Linked DNA regions of Sus scrofa: regions 1, 2 and 4 are each linked to region 3. A link is a contact called in public HiChIP or PLAC-seq data. All regions are on one chromosome and are shown on one strand. Each heading gives the region's core, a stretch centred on a gene start, on an enhancer-like site or on the middle of the called end of the contact. The rest is flanking DNA. Distances are from core to core; before and after follow the strand shown. Region 1 overlaps FNDC3B (fibronectin type III domain-containing protein 3B). Region 2 overlaps FNDC3B (fibronectin type III domain-containing protein 3B). Region 3 overlaps FNDC3B (fibronectin type III domain-containing protein 3B). Region 4 overlaps FNDC3B (fibronectin type III domain-containing protein 3B).

Region 1 (2,716 bases), core at 203-2,702, 210 kb before region 3:
TGTAATTCTTATTGGATCTCAGACTGCATTAATTTTTATACACTTCCCTGGGATAGTTTGGAATAGGTCAGAAGCCACATCAGGGTGTATGTAACAGGGAGCCTCATTGCCGGCGTAGATCTAACTCAAGGAGTTAATCTCCTCATTTGGTGCTGATGGTTATGCTTTGTTCCTTTTGGTGCCGGTGCCGTTACATTTCTTTTTCTCTTTTTCTCTTGTCATCTGAAACTAATTTGTGTACTGTACTGCTAACTCACATCTTGAATTAATGTAAGGAAATTTGGGTCATCGGCCCATGGAGTGAGGACCAGGACATTTTGTTACTAATTTGAAGGCCAGGTCCACAGACTTAAAACTCTCCCAGCAGTGATTAGGAGTTTGGTTTTTTCAAGTTAGAAATTCTTCCTAGTGTATAATTGCTTTCTCTGGCCTTTGGAAATGGATCTGTGGTTCTCTCCTGAGAATCAGATATTTTATGAAATTGGCTGTATGTTTCTTAGTATAGGCTGGGGCCAAAATACCATGGAAAACCTTTTTAGACTTGGAGTGGGGGAAGCAAAATAAAAGGAAAAAGTAATAACCCAGTTGCCTAGAGTGATATAAAAACTGAAGACCCTTTGTAATATTCTTTTAAAATAAGTTGTTCTTTAAAAGCTATGGGGGTGTATTTGGACAGAATTAAATGTCTTACTAACGGTGAGGATCTATTTTTCCAAGTGCCCAGCCCCCACCCCTGCATTAGCATAGAAATTTTTTGGTAAAGCTGGGCCTAGCAGGTAAGGAAGGTAACAAACACTTGCTCCCAGGAGAGAGGCAAGTTAACCACAAGTGCTCACATGGCATCCCTTCCCTGTCAATCAAAAGAATAGAACTGGCTGGGCATGAAGCACTTGTGGTTTTAGTGTTAGGATGTGTGGTTAGGGGGAGGGGTTGTGGGGGCCTGTGGTTGTCACCAAATTCTTTGAAATGGAAGTATGGGTAAGAATAAAGAGAATAGGAGTGAAACCTTGGTGCTCAATGTGGAAAAAAAAGTTCAGAGGATTAAAAAATTGCATTGTAGTAGAGATCACCTGTTTTTATTGGTTTGTTCTGATGAGTTTTGCAGTACATTCTTTATTTGTAAAGGGTAGTGGTCTCAAGAATGGGTTCATTGCAAGAACTCTGCTGTGTAGGAGGACAGTGTAGATGTTCCTCCTTGGATAAAATGTACTTGAGCTCTGTGGTAGCTTTGGCCAGCTCAGATACACATCTGTCTTGGGGAGAAGGAACCCAGACCGGGATAATGAGGGTTTTGTTGGGGTGATTTCTCATGAGGCTTTCTGACTGACATGAAAAACAGTTACAGCTCAGTTATGCAGAGATCACACATCTGGCTCACTCAGCTTTCCTCAGAGCTTCCCTCAGATAGTCAGTAAGTGGTAAAGGAAGATGGCGCAAGGCACAGAGGGGAGCTTCTCAGACCCCCAGAGACTGCTCCACTGTGTGTATATAACCAACAGCCTTGCTCCCAGCCAAAGGAAGATGTCAGGCAGCAAATTCTCAGATTTAAGGGGGTGTGGTTTGTGGTTCAGCCTAATGAGGAAGAGAGAAAAAAATAAAATGAAACAAACATAGAATTTAAACATGAGACCTCAAAGTAGGGGTGATTTCTCTAGGTTTATAAAGTCAAAATGCTTTACTAACTCCCTAGTACAGCACCTTGTCTTGTGACTGAACACAGATTGTAAACAGTGACCCTGTATCCCTAAGAAGAAACAAAGTTCTGGTCAGTCTGCTCTGTAGTAAAATAAGAACATGTGTCATTCCATCCACAGTTATTACAACGTTCTGGTCAGTCTGCTCTGTAGTGAAATAAGAGCATGTGTCATTCCATCCAGTTTGGGCCTTAAAGTTAACTGTTTGGATAGTAAGCCTTCCACATTCATTGCTTCATTTAAAAAAGTCCTGTCGGCTTTCTTAAGCACATCACATTCTCCAGGTCTCCCCTCAGAGCAGTGGGGCTGAGGCACACTTGTTTAAGTTGACTTACCCACCAAAACCCAAGACTCACTTTTGGGGGAGCTGTCACTGTTAAATGATTGAAGACTGGCAAGCCCTCCTAAGTCTCTTAGCCTGACTTAACCCTCTTTAACTGTCAATGTTTAGGGCCAAGTGGTCTTCCCAATGTATAACCTGAACATTTGTCTCTCTGTTTGTATTGGGAAAAGTCATTACCTCTCTCCTCCCACCCCCATCACTAGGGAATAACCAAAAATATCGGAATAACCATAGTACATACTACTTTGTACCCTGAGGTTCATGTTTTGCATCAATGGTTTTCATTCTTTTTCCTGCCTTTTCCCTTGTCTTTTCTACAGTCCACGGCACAAAATTGTTTCTGCTCTATGATAATTTAAGGACTGGTTGGCAGGCAGTTGCCTTGTTAAATAGCTGGGCATTATCGTTTCTAAAGAAAATTTATTGCTTTTTCTTTGTTCCTTGAATTCCAGGTAAATAAGTGAACATATCCTATATATGTGCATGGAGTGGAGAAAGGGGTATTTAAACATTGTTGGCTTTGTGAACCACCACCTCTAGATCAATCTCTTACCTTGTATTCTAGGTAGGATAATATCTGACTTTCCTTTGGTGAAACTCTTAGGGATTAGAAAACAGGCCTTGGATTTTTAACAAGCTGGTGGCCTAAGGAAAAGAGAATTAGCAACTTTGGTTATGA
Region 2 (2,700 bases), core at 201-2,700, 160 kb before region 3:
TGTCTTTTCTAGGGCCTCACTCGTGGCATATCAAGGAGGTTCCCAGGATAGGGGTCTAATTGGAGCTGTAGCCACCAGCCTATACCAGAGCCACAGCAGTGCCAGATCCGAGCCGCGTCTGTGACCTACACCACAGCTCATGGCAACACCAGATCCTTAACCCACTGAGCGAGGCCAGAGATTGAACCTGCAACCTCAGGGCTCCTAGTCAGATTTATTAACCACTGAGCCATGACGGGAACTCCTTTCCTGTTTCTTTTACTAATGCCCTCCACGGGACTAGATAGTTTCTTTAGCAGACCTGGTATTTTTGGAGAGAAAGATTTGACCTTTGAGCTGTCCACCTAAGGAGACCTTTCTCCAAGAGTGGAGGGGAAAGCCCTCAACTTAGGAAGTTTCTGAGAAAATTCACACTTTTTTCTTTGGGTCTTTTTTTTTTTTTTTTTTTAATTTTTTAGGGCTGCACCTGTGGCTTATGGAGGTTCGTAGGCCAGGGGTCGAATTGGAGCTACAGCTGCCAACTTAGGCCAGAGCCGCAGCAATGTGGGATCCGAGCTGTGTCTGTGACTTACACCACGTGTTATGGCAATGTCGGATCCTTAACTTGCAAGGCAGGGATTGAACCTGTGTCCTCATGGATACTAGTTGGGTTCTTTACCCCTGAGCCATGGTGGGAACTCCACTTTTTTTCTTTTTAAAGGGTCTCTGGTCTAAATCTACAGCAAACTAAGAAACTCCTAGCCCAGCTCTTTTAGCATGTTAAGTTAATCATGTTGGTTTATATGAACAGGATTGATTTTGGACCTTACTAAGCCACCTACATAAAGTATGGTTTTGTCATTTATTCAGTGTATCTCTTTGTGCAGGGTGATTTTTTTGCCTCCTGTCCTAAATCCATCCTGTGAGATACCATGATAACATCTGGTGTGCTTTCTTTGTTTACTGTTTTTATTGTGTGTGTTTAGAAGAAAAAAAGTCCCTTGTGATCACTTTAGTGTGTCAGCTCTTTAGGTCAGGTTTTCCGTCCTGACTCAGTGCATGTCAGGGCTTTGGAGATTGGTGGGTTGGGTGTGCAGAATTTCCTCTGTTGGACCCAGGAGCCAGAAAGCCACGAAGAAGTTTGATTTGGCTCTTGGTAGCCTTTTCCAAATATGAATTTGGATGCAGTACAGTACGTCCTCTAAGAAAATGAGGAGAAGGGAAAACCAGTAACTCTATAACTGGAAATACTTGGGGAACATTTCAAAATGGGGACGCTCTAACCTGTAGTATTTGGAGTCTCCCCTAAGCTTGCGTCTCTGTGGTGTGCAGAGGCCAGTCTTGTTTCTCCGGACTGAGCACTCCCTTCGCTTAGGAAAACCATAGAGCAGCCTCTGTCCTGCGGGTGTTGCACGCTGACTTGCTCCAGACAGTCTTGAATGTGACCTGGCAGCCAGTGCAGTTTCCTGCTGACGTGGCCTCCCACAACTGAGCCGAACAGAGCCGCTCACTGTGCTGAGGGAGGAGCGGCCCAGGGCATGAATCACCAGTGGGATAAGGAACAAATTAAGAGGGGAAAGCGCCTAGCTGTTCAGGTTTCCTTCTAGATATACTTAAAAGACACCTTTTTTTTATAGGAAGGGAGGAGGAGGAAGAAAAACAGGAGTGAAGAATGCCACAAGAATCAAACAGTGATTTTGTTTGGCCATAGGAAGGGTTCTTATCAGCAGGAGTTAACTTCTGGGGTGAGACCCCGTCTGCCGCAGACATCTGAGAGGATGCTTTAGAAGGCCAGACTGGGCTGCAGCCTGCAGCCTGCTCAGGCCACACTCATGCAGAGGTTGGTGGGAGTGCAGGCTCCCAGGCATGTCCTGCAGACAGACATTCCAAAAAGCAAATCAAAAGTTTAGTTTGTGTCTTGGTGGAAAAAGCTCTCTCAACTTGGTAGGAGCTGGAGAAAGGGACTCTTGAGAAACTGTTTCGGAGCCAGTCCTGTTTTGTGGTTTTCCCATCAGTGGTGTCAGCATTCCCTTGGATGCTCAGTATTGGCTAATGTTTCACCCACTGCTTGGTACTTTGAATTTGCGTATTTGAAAAGGTCCAAGTATAGCTCCTTGCTACCTTCCAGTGGGGCCAGAAGTCAATCTGTCATGGAATTTTAGAGTGAGATGGAACTTCAGTTCTGATCTAGACCTCCAGTGGCTTCGTCTGGTTTTTCAGGGTTGCTGTAGAACCTTTTTTTCATTCAATTTTGCCTGGACGTCCTCTATACAAAATAGAGGCCAGTGGAGCTGATTGAGGCACACTTGCTACTCTTTCTTCTGGTAAAGGGTTTTAAAACTTTTCTCCAGACCACCTTGCCCTCCTAGTAGTTGAAAAACCACTGATCTGATCCACCCTTTCCATCTTATAGGTGAGGGAATTTTGCCTCAGGTAGCTCACTTTGTTAGGTAATATTATAATGACTTTGGAAGTGCCTTAGAATAAAAGTTCTTTGATCTGCCTCTTGCTTTTGAGCCTCCATAATCTCTTAGTTATTGTAATAGCCTCACCGCCTCCAGCGCAGCTTTAGGGTAGGCGGTAATGTTGTAGTGCTGCATTGTGTATGTTTGCAGGCTACAGAGCTAGAAATCTTGCAGGAGTACAACCCAGATGGTGTGAGTACAACCCAGATGGAGTCACTATTCTAGGTGTGAGGTGAACTGGGGGGGTGGCAGTAAG
Region 3 (2,700 bases), core at 153-2,652:
CATGGCATGTTGCTGGGAAGGCCAGTGCCTATTTCCCAGCTCATCACCAACACCTGGCCGAAAGTCAGGAAAAGGTATCATTTGCTCAGGCCCCCAAGCGCTTTGACTCATTCTTGGGGAATGCCTTCTTGGAGATGAGAGAGTGGGGTTTTCCTTTGTCCATCAGAGACCATCTTTTACATAAGGGCCAAATCAGTGACCCTGGCAGAGTATGAGTGTTTTGCCACATCACAGATATTCGCTGCCACATCACAGATATTCGCTGCCACATCAAAGGGTGGTTTCTGAGAGCCAGGGAAATGGCTTCCTCCATGGTAGTTCCTGTGGAAGACAGCTAGACAAGGAAGGATTTGATGATTCAGAGACGTCCATAGGTGCCAAAGGCAGAGCTGAGTTCAAAGGAGCCCTCTCTTGTAGGGACCCTGGCCCAAGACATCTACACACCAGGAGCAGATTCTCTATACTTTTTACCATTTGTTACATGTACAGGATGGTGTTATGCATTTGGGCTGCAGACTTTGTGGGGAGCTTCCAGCTGAGGCTAAATTACCTATGCGCATCTTGATCCTTAGCACCTGATTTATCAACTCATTTGTCACCCTTGTTGGTTGCCAGCTGGAGGGTGGCCACCTTGGGCCTTGTCTCTGTGGGTGAACTGAGCCCATCCATCCCTTGGTTCACTTATAAATTGTACAGGCAGCCTGTTCTAAAATCACCCCCTGGTTCCTCCTTTCCTTGCCCTTCACTGGGACAGTTGCCACACATTGATCTTATCAGAGCATCTGACATCAGGTGAACCTCTGTCTTTGGAGAGATATGGAGGAACATTATGTTCATTTGTTTTAGACCAGGAAACTTGATGAGCATCCTTGGCTATTTCAGGTATCCAAGCCTCTCCCATTAATATAAAAAAACCAGTGTGTCAGGGAATAAAATACATGCAGTATTTATTTAGTAACATGCAGCCACAAACTACCCCACCCCCTTTTCTTACCTTTGAAAGTTCCTCTGTGCCAGAGTAGTCAGTCAAATGAAAGAGGCATCACTGAGGGGAGAGTGAGGTTTGGCACAGAGAACTTTTGAGTCCACCCAGATGTGGAGTATCTCCCACCTCCCTGTTATGAACCCCTTCTTATATACGGTTATGCTGAACACATACATGCTGTTTTATTCCTCAAGCCAACATTTGTCTTTGATGCTGTGTAGGGTCAGCCAGTGCTGGAACAACTTCTAAATATAGATGTACTAGCAGACTAAATGCTTGGGCCTGGCAGTAGTTCAGTTGGCCAGTGCAGCCTTATTTTTTATTTGATTTATCGTTGATGTTCCTGACAGGTTGAACTGGCTGTTACAGAGAGTGTCCAGCCCAGAATCACTCAGCCCATGTCTGGATCCAGCAGCCATGGGCTGTGGGCACATGACTACCAATAACTAGATGCATGTTACTTATTTAGCAGGCAGTTATCAAACCTGGTATGAGCAGCTTGGGAAGGTAGCAGGCATGGCTGTGAAAGAACCTGTAAGAGAAGGAGGTCAATGGGAAGAGGCCATAGGTCAAGAAAACATCAGAAAGAGTACAAGTCACATGATCAAAGGGAGCTGGATTCTAGCACTCTTGTGTTTTCTTGTGCCAGGAAGAGGAACTGGAAGGGTCTCTTCCAATCTGTTAATTTGAAGGCAATTGAAAATATCAGCCAACTTCATCTATTAGTACCAGTGTTGGAAATATGAGCTTCTGAGATTATTGGTGCAGTCCAGGGTCATTGGAAATGTTAACCAGAGGAACCATATTCCCCACAATGCCCAGAATTATTCCTGGCAGGAAATACTGTGGCCTGAATTAGCAGTAGTATGTGTGAGTTACATGTATAGAATTGGCCATGGATATGTTAAGTTCCTCAACAGGAAACAAACCCATTTTGAGGATTCATCTTCCCAAGTACTGAGGACAGCTTTATGAAGATACTAAGTTAATCAAGAAGGAAAACTGACTTGAAAAAATACCTTTGTTTGTTCTCAGTTAGCAGCTACTTATAAACATATTTTACTTTAAAAATTAGTTTCATTTTATGAAAGAAATCAAATACTTTTTATACTTTGATACCAGTTTTCAAATAAGCAAACCCATCCGTATTGACTTTTCTGCTGGAACGTTATTGCATTATGTGTATAAACAGATACCAAAGAGAGGAGAAACCTGATTACTTGTGGAAGTCCTTTGAAAGGTTATTTAATTTGCTCACTCCTGAGGCTTTAGGCCATGCCATACCTAAACCATGCCCAAAAGACTTTTGCTTGACTATATTTAAAAATCTCTGAGTTCCCATTGTGTTTCAGTGGTTAATGAACCCGACTAGTATCCATGAGAATGTGAGTTCGATCCCTGGCCTCACTGAGTGGGTTAAGGATCCCATGTTGTGGTGAGCTGTGGCACAGGTCTCAGACACAGCTCGGATCCTGTGTGGCTGTGGCCGACAGCTGTAGCTCTGATTTGACCTCTAGCCTGGGAACTTCTGTATGGCACAGGTGCAGCCCTAAAAAGCAAAAAAAAAAAAACAAGACAAACAAACAAAAAAAACTCCCCACGATCCTCTATAACTTTTGGGATAGCATTCTTAGAAAGTCTTAAATCAGTATAAAATGTTACTCCATAAGATGAAGTAATTTCATTGCCATTGATTAGCAATTTTGGTGGATCCT
Region 4 (2,700 bases), core at 78-2,577, 130 kb before region 3:
CCTGGCCCTCTTGCAGATCTATTGAGGAGGAATCTCTGGAAGTAAGGCTCTAGACTCTGTATTTTAAGAAGCCTCCAAAGTGATCTTTGGGCTCACTACAAATTGGTAGCCTGAGTGATTTAGTTCTAAGTAGGTATTACAGTCTTTCGATATATCCCATGGTTCTCTGAAGACAGGGTCCGTGCTGTACGTGTACGTGTGTGTATGAATAAAACTTCTCAGAATAAGTTGTGGTCATCTGGTTTGTCTCTTCATGTAACAAATATTTGCATGCTTATTGTATACAAAACCTTGTGTTAGTTGCTGTGGGAATAGAGGCAGAACAGATCTCAGTGACTGATGAGTTACGAGGGACATGGTTTATGGCTGGGTTTATAGCGGGGTGTGGGAATCTCGATGTGCCATTAAGAGAAAAGGGAACACAGGCAGAGTGGGCAGCAGCTTTGGGAGAGGAGATGCCTGTGTAAATGGGAGTCTTTAGAGTGATGATGAAATAAGCCTGAATTTCCACAACTAGTTATGAAACTGGTACCCCTTAAAGATTCATAGTATTGTAGACTATGGGGGAAGGGGAGTCTTTTAGATGCTGTTTCAGTCTCTTCAGAAGCAGGAAAAACTGGTATCATTTGGAGGCTATCTGGTTTAGGTCAGAGGAAAAATATAATGAGGGAAGCCATTATGTTTAAAGATGACCTTTCCTCTCAGACTTGAGAGAGGCTGGTGTTCTTAATAACCTCTAATTGATTTTGAATCTCTAACAGAATGACCCCTAGAAATAAAATTTGAAGTGATGTAGGCATGCTAAGTAGATATGTTCATTTAGTATTTTTAAAACATGCCTTTAGAGCTTGCTCTCCATGGTCAAGGAAAGTGTTGGCATGTCATCTTTAAAGTGCGCCACCAGGCTCCCCTCTTCCTCCTTGGCTAAGGGAGGGGGGCACAGACTGCTGTTCTCACCCACTGAGTGCATTTCCACAGGTAGCCTCATGGTGTTTCCCCAGACTGCTTAATAAATGAAAGTCAACTGTTACTGCTTTTTCCTTACTTTGGCCTGAAGATGATGCAGGGTGGCCTGTTGAGTTTCAGAGGGTCTTAGAATTCTAACCAGAAGTAGTATTAAGTGTGTGTGCCCTTCTCAACAGCAGTGGCCTCAGCACTGAGTTGTTTTTGCAGTTGTGGCTGTGACTTCCCTTCGTTCCCCCAGAATCGGTATGGTACACTGGGAGAAATCCTTTGCCAACAGGACCGGAAGTGACAAGTGAAGGTTGGGCTCAGTGGAGGAGAACAATTCAAGGAGCTGGTGTAGTCACAGGAAGGACAGAGTCAGGAAGAAGCATGAGTCAGCCTGGTGGTTGTCCGTGGTCTTCTCACACCAGCCGCAGCAGATCTGGGGACAAAGATTGAGTCAGAGCTGCCTGGCCGGAGGTCTGGGCAGCGCAGTGGATGTGATATGCCAGACACCAAGAGAACTTCCTGAGGCTTAGAGCTTTCTGGGCTCTTCTTGTTGTGTGGGAACCTATGATGAGCACCATGCTTTTTGCCTCATCCCCTATCCTGAGCCTCAGCCCTGGCAGAGCCCTGGAGGCAGTACTGGGTACATTTTTGCCAGTGGTGCTTTCAGAATAAGTGGTCAGGGTGTGATTTGCATTTGGCATTATCAGCAGTGCTACACCCAAATGCAAATGCTAAGAACCTGTTAAGGACAGAGGACTCTAATATGGAATCTTGAAGAAATTTCTCTACTTTGAGCATAGTATGCATGTTTTTAATGCCAGTGGAAGTAAAAACGCATTGGTAATTTGGAGTGAATTTTAAGGGTTCTTATAGTAGAATCTGTTTAATTTAGTGACAGGATGTAATGAACTTTGAGTACATGAATGAGACATAGAGATGAAGAATTTTACTTGTTTAAAAAAGGGTTAAAAAAGAACTGAGTCTTACACAAAGCTTTCTGCTCCAAAGCCCCACCCCTTTTGCCACACTAGCGGCAGAGAAATTACAGAAAGCTGATTGTGTTGTCTATTTGGCAAGTCAAAGCAAGATACAGCAAGCTAAAAAGATGACTATCCCAGATTGCTTTCACTTTCTGTGACATAAAGGTTCTAAATATAAGAAATAAGAAGCCCCTGGGCAGTTGCTCTTTGGAATTTGTGTGGACAGATCCAGGTCATCCTTGTACTTCTTTGTGCTTTTTAAGAAGTGAGACTTTCTGATTAGGGGGTCAGAATTTCTGTCTGATAGCTCTTAAGTTTGATTTGTTACAAACTTTAAATTTATAATTTCTGATAAAATAGGAAACAAAAATTGCTTTCTTGCTCTCGATTTCATTATCAGAGGTTTACATTAGTCACGTATTAAAACCTTGAATTTCTCCTCTACTTTACAAATACATTAAACAACTCTGATTTTTATTTCATTTTTGCTCTGTTATTAATGCATTTGCTTTAATTAATTATATGTCCAGTATGGTTCTTAAAGAACTTTGTCAGAATGTGTCATTTTTACTGACTTTTGGCTGTTGTTCAAATATAGTAAAGTTATTAATTGGTCTTAATGTTTGCTTTATAAGAAAATGCAATCTAGGAGTTCCCATTGTGGCTCAGCGGAAACGAATCTGACTAGGAACCATGAGGTTGCGGGTTTGATCCCTGGCCTCGCTTAGTGAAAGATCCGGCATTGCTATGAGCTGTGGTGTAGGTC

What was found. HiChIP or PLAC-seq counts read pairs in DNA pulled down with a chosen protein or histone mark.
Region 1: a contact with region 3 is called in an H3K27ac HiChIP or PLAC-seq map of skeletal muscle, with 4 times the contacts expected there. The contact joins two enhancer-like sites. A contact is called at or near these places in 1 of 47 Hi-C or Micro-C datasets (epiblast stem cells) and 2 of 2 datasets of contacts at active chromatin or transcription factors (alveolar macrophages and skeletal muscle).
Region 2: a contact with region 3 is called in an H3K27ac HiChIP or PLAC-seq map of skeletal muscle. The contact joins two enhancer-like sites. A contact is called at or near these places in 3 of 47 Hi-C or Micro-C datasets (embryonic fibroblasts, epiblast stem cells and heart right ventricle) and 2 of 2 datasets of contacts at active chromatin or transcription factors (alveolar macrophages and skeletal muscle).
Region 4: a contact with region 3 is called in an H3K27ac HiChIP or PLAC-seq map of skeletal muscle, with 2.2 times the contacts expected there. The contact joins two enhancer-like sites. A contact is called at or near these places in 1 of 47 Hi-C or Micro-C datasets (embryonic fibroblasts) and 2 of 2 datasets of contacts at active chromatin or transcription factors (alveolar macrophages and skeletal muscle).

The regions. Positions count from the first base shown.
Region 1 is chr13:110,651,174-110,653,889 of Sscrofa11.1, forward strand. All of the region lies in intron 1 of FNDC3B (fibronectin type III domain-containing protein 3B), which reads left to right. Among named protein-coding and RNA genes, the nearest start is that of FNDC3B, 65 kb to the left of the region's middle. Within about 2 kb of position 1,453, at least 12 of the 83 cell types and tissues checked have an H3K27ac peak or open chromatin away from gene starts, as enhancers often do. A contact at or near this core is called in skeletal muscle, where this site is marked.
Region 2 is chr13:110,699,166-110,701,865 of Sscrofa11.1, forward strand. The region is part of intron 3 of FNDC3B (fibronectin type III domain-containing protein 3B); the gene reads left to right. Among named protein-coding and RNA genes, the nearest start is that of FNDC3B, 110 kb to the left of the region's middle. Within about 2 kb of position 1,451, at least 51 of the 83 cell types and tissues checked have an H3K27ac peak or open chromatin away from gene starts, as enhancers often do. A contact at or near this core is called in skeletal muscle, where this site is marked.
Region 3 is chr13:110,858,904-110,861,603 of Sscrofa11.1, forward strand. The region is part of intron 11 of FNDC3B (fibronectin type III domain-containing protein 3B); the gene reads left to right. Among named protein-coding and RNA genes, the nearest start is that of GHSR, 130 kb to the right of the region's middle. Within about 2 kb of position 1,403, at least 11 of the 83 cell types and tissues checked have an H3K27ac peak or open chromatin away from gene starts, as enhancers often do. A contact at or near this core is called in skeletal muscle, where this site is marked.
Region 4 is chr13:110,727,989-110,730,688 of Sscrofa11.1, forward strand. All of the region lies in intron 3 of FNDC3B (fibronectin type III domain-containing protein 3B), which reads left to right. Among named protein-coding and RNA genes, the nearest start is that of FNDC3B, 140 kb to the left of the region's middle. Within about 2 kb of position 1,328, at least 38 of the 83 cell types and tissues checked have an H3K27ac peak or open chromatin away from gene starts, as enhancers often do. A contact at or near this core is called in skeletal muscle, where this site is marked.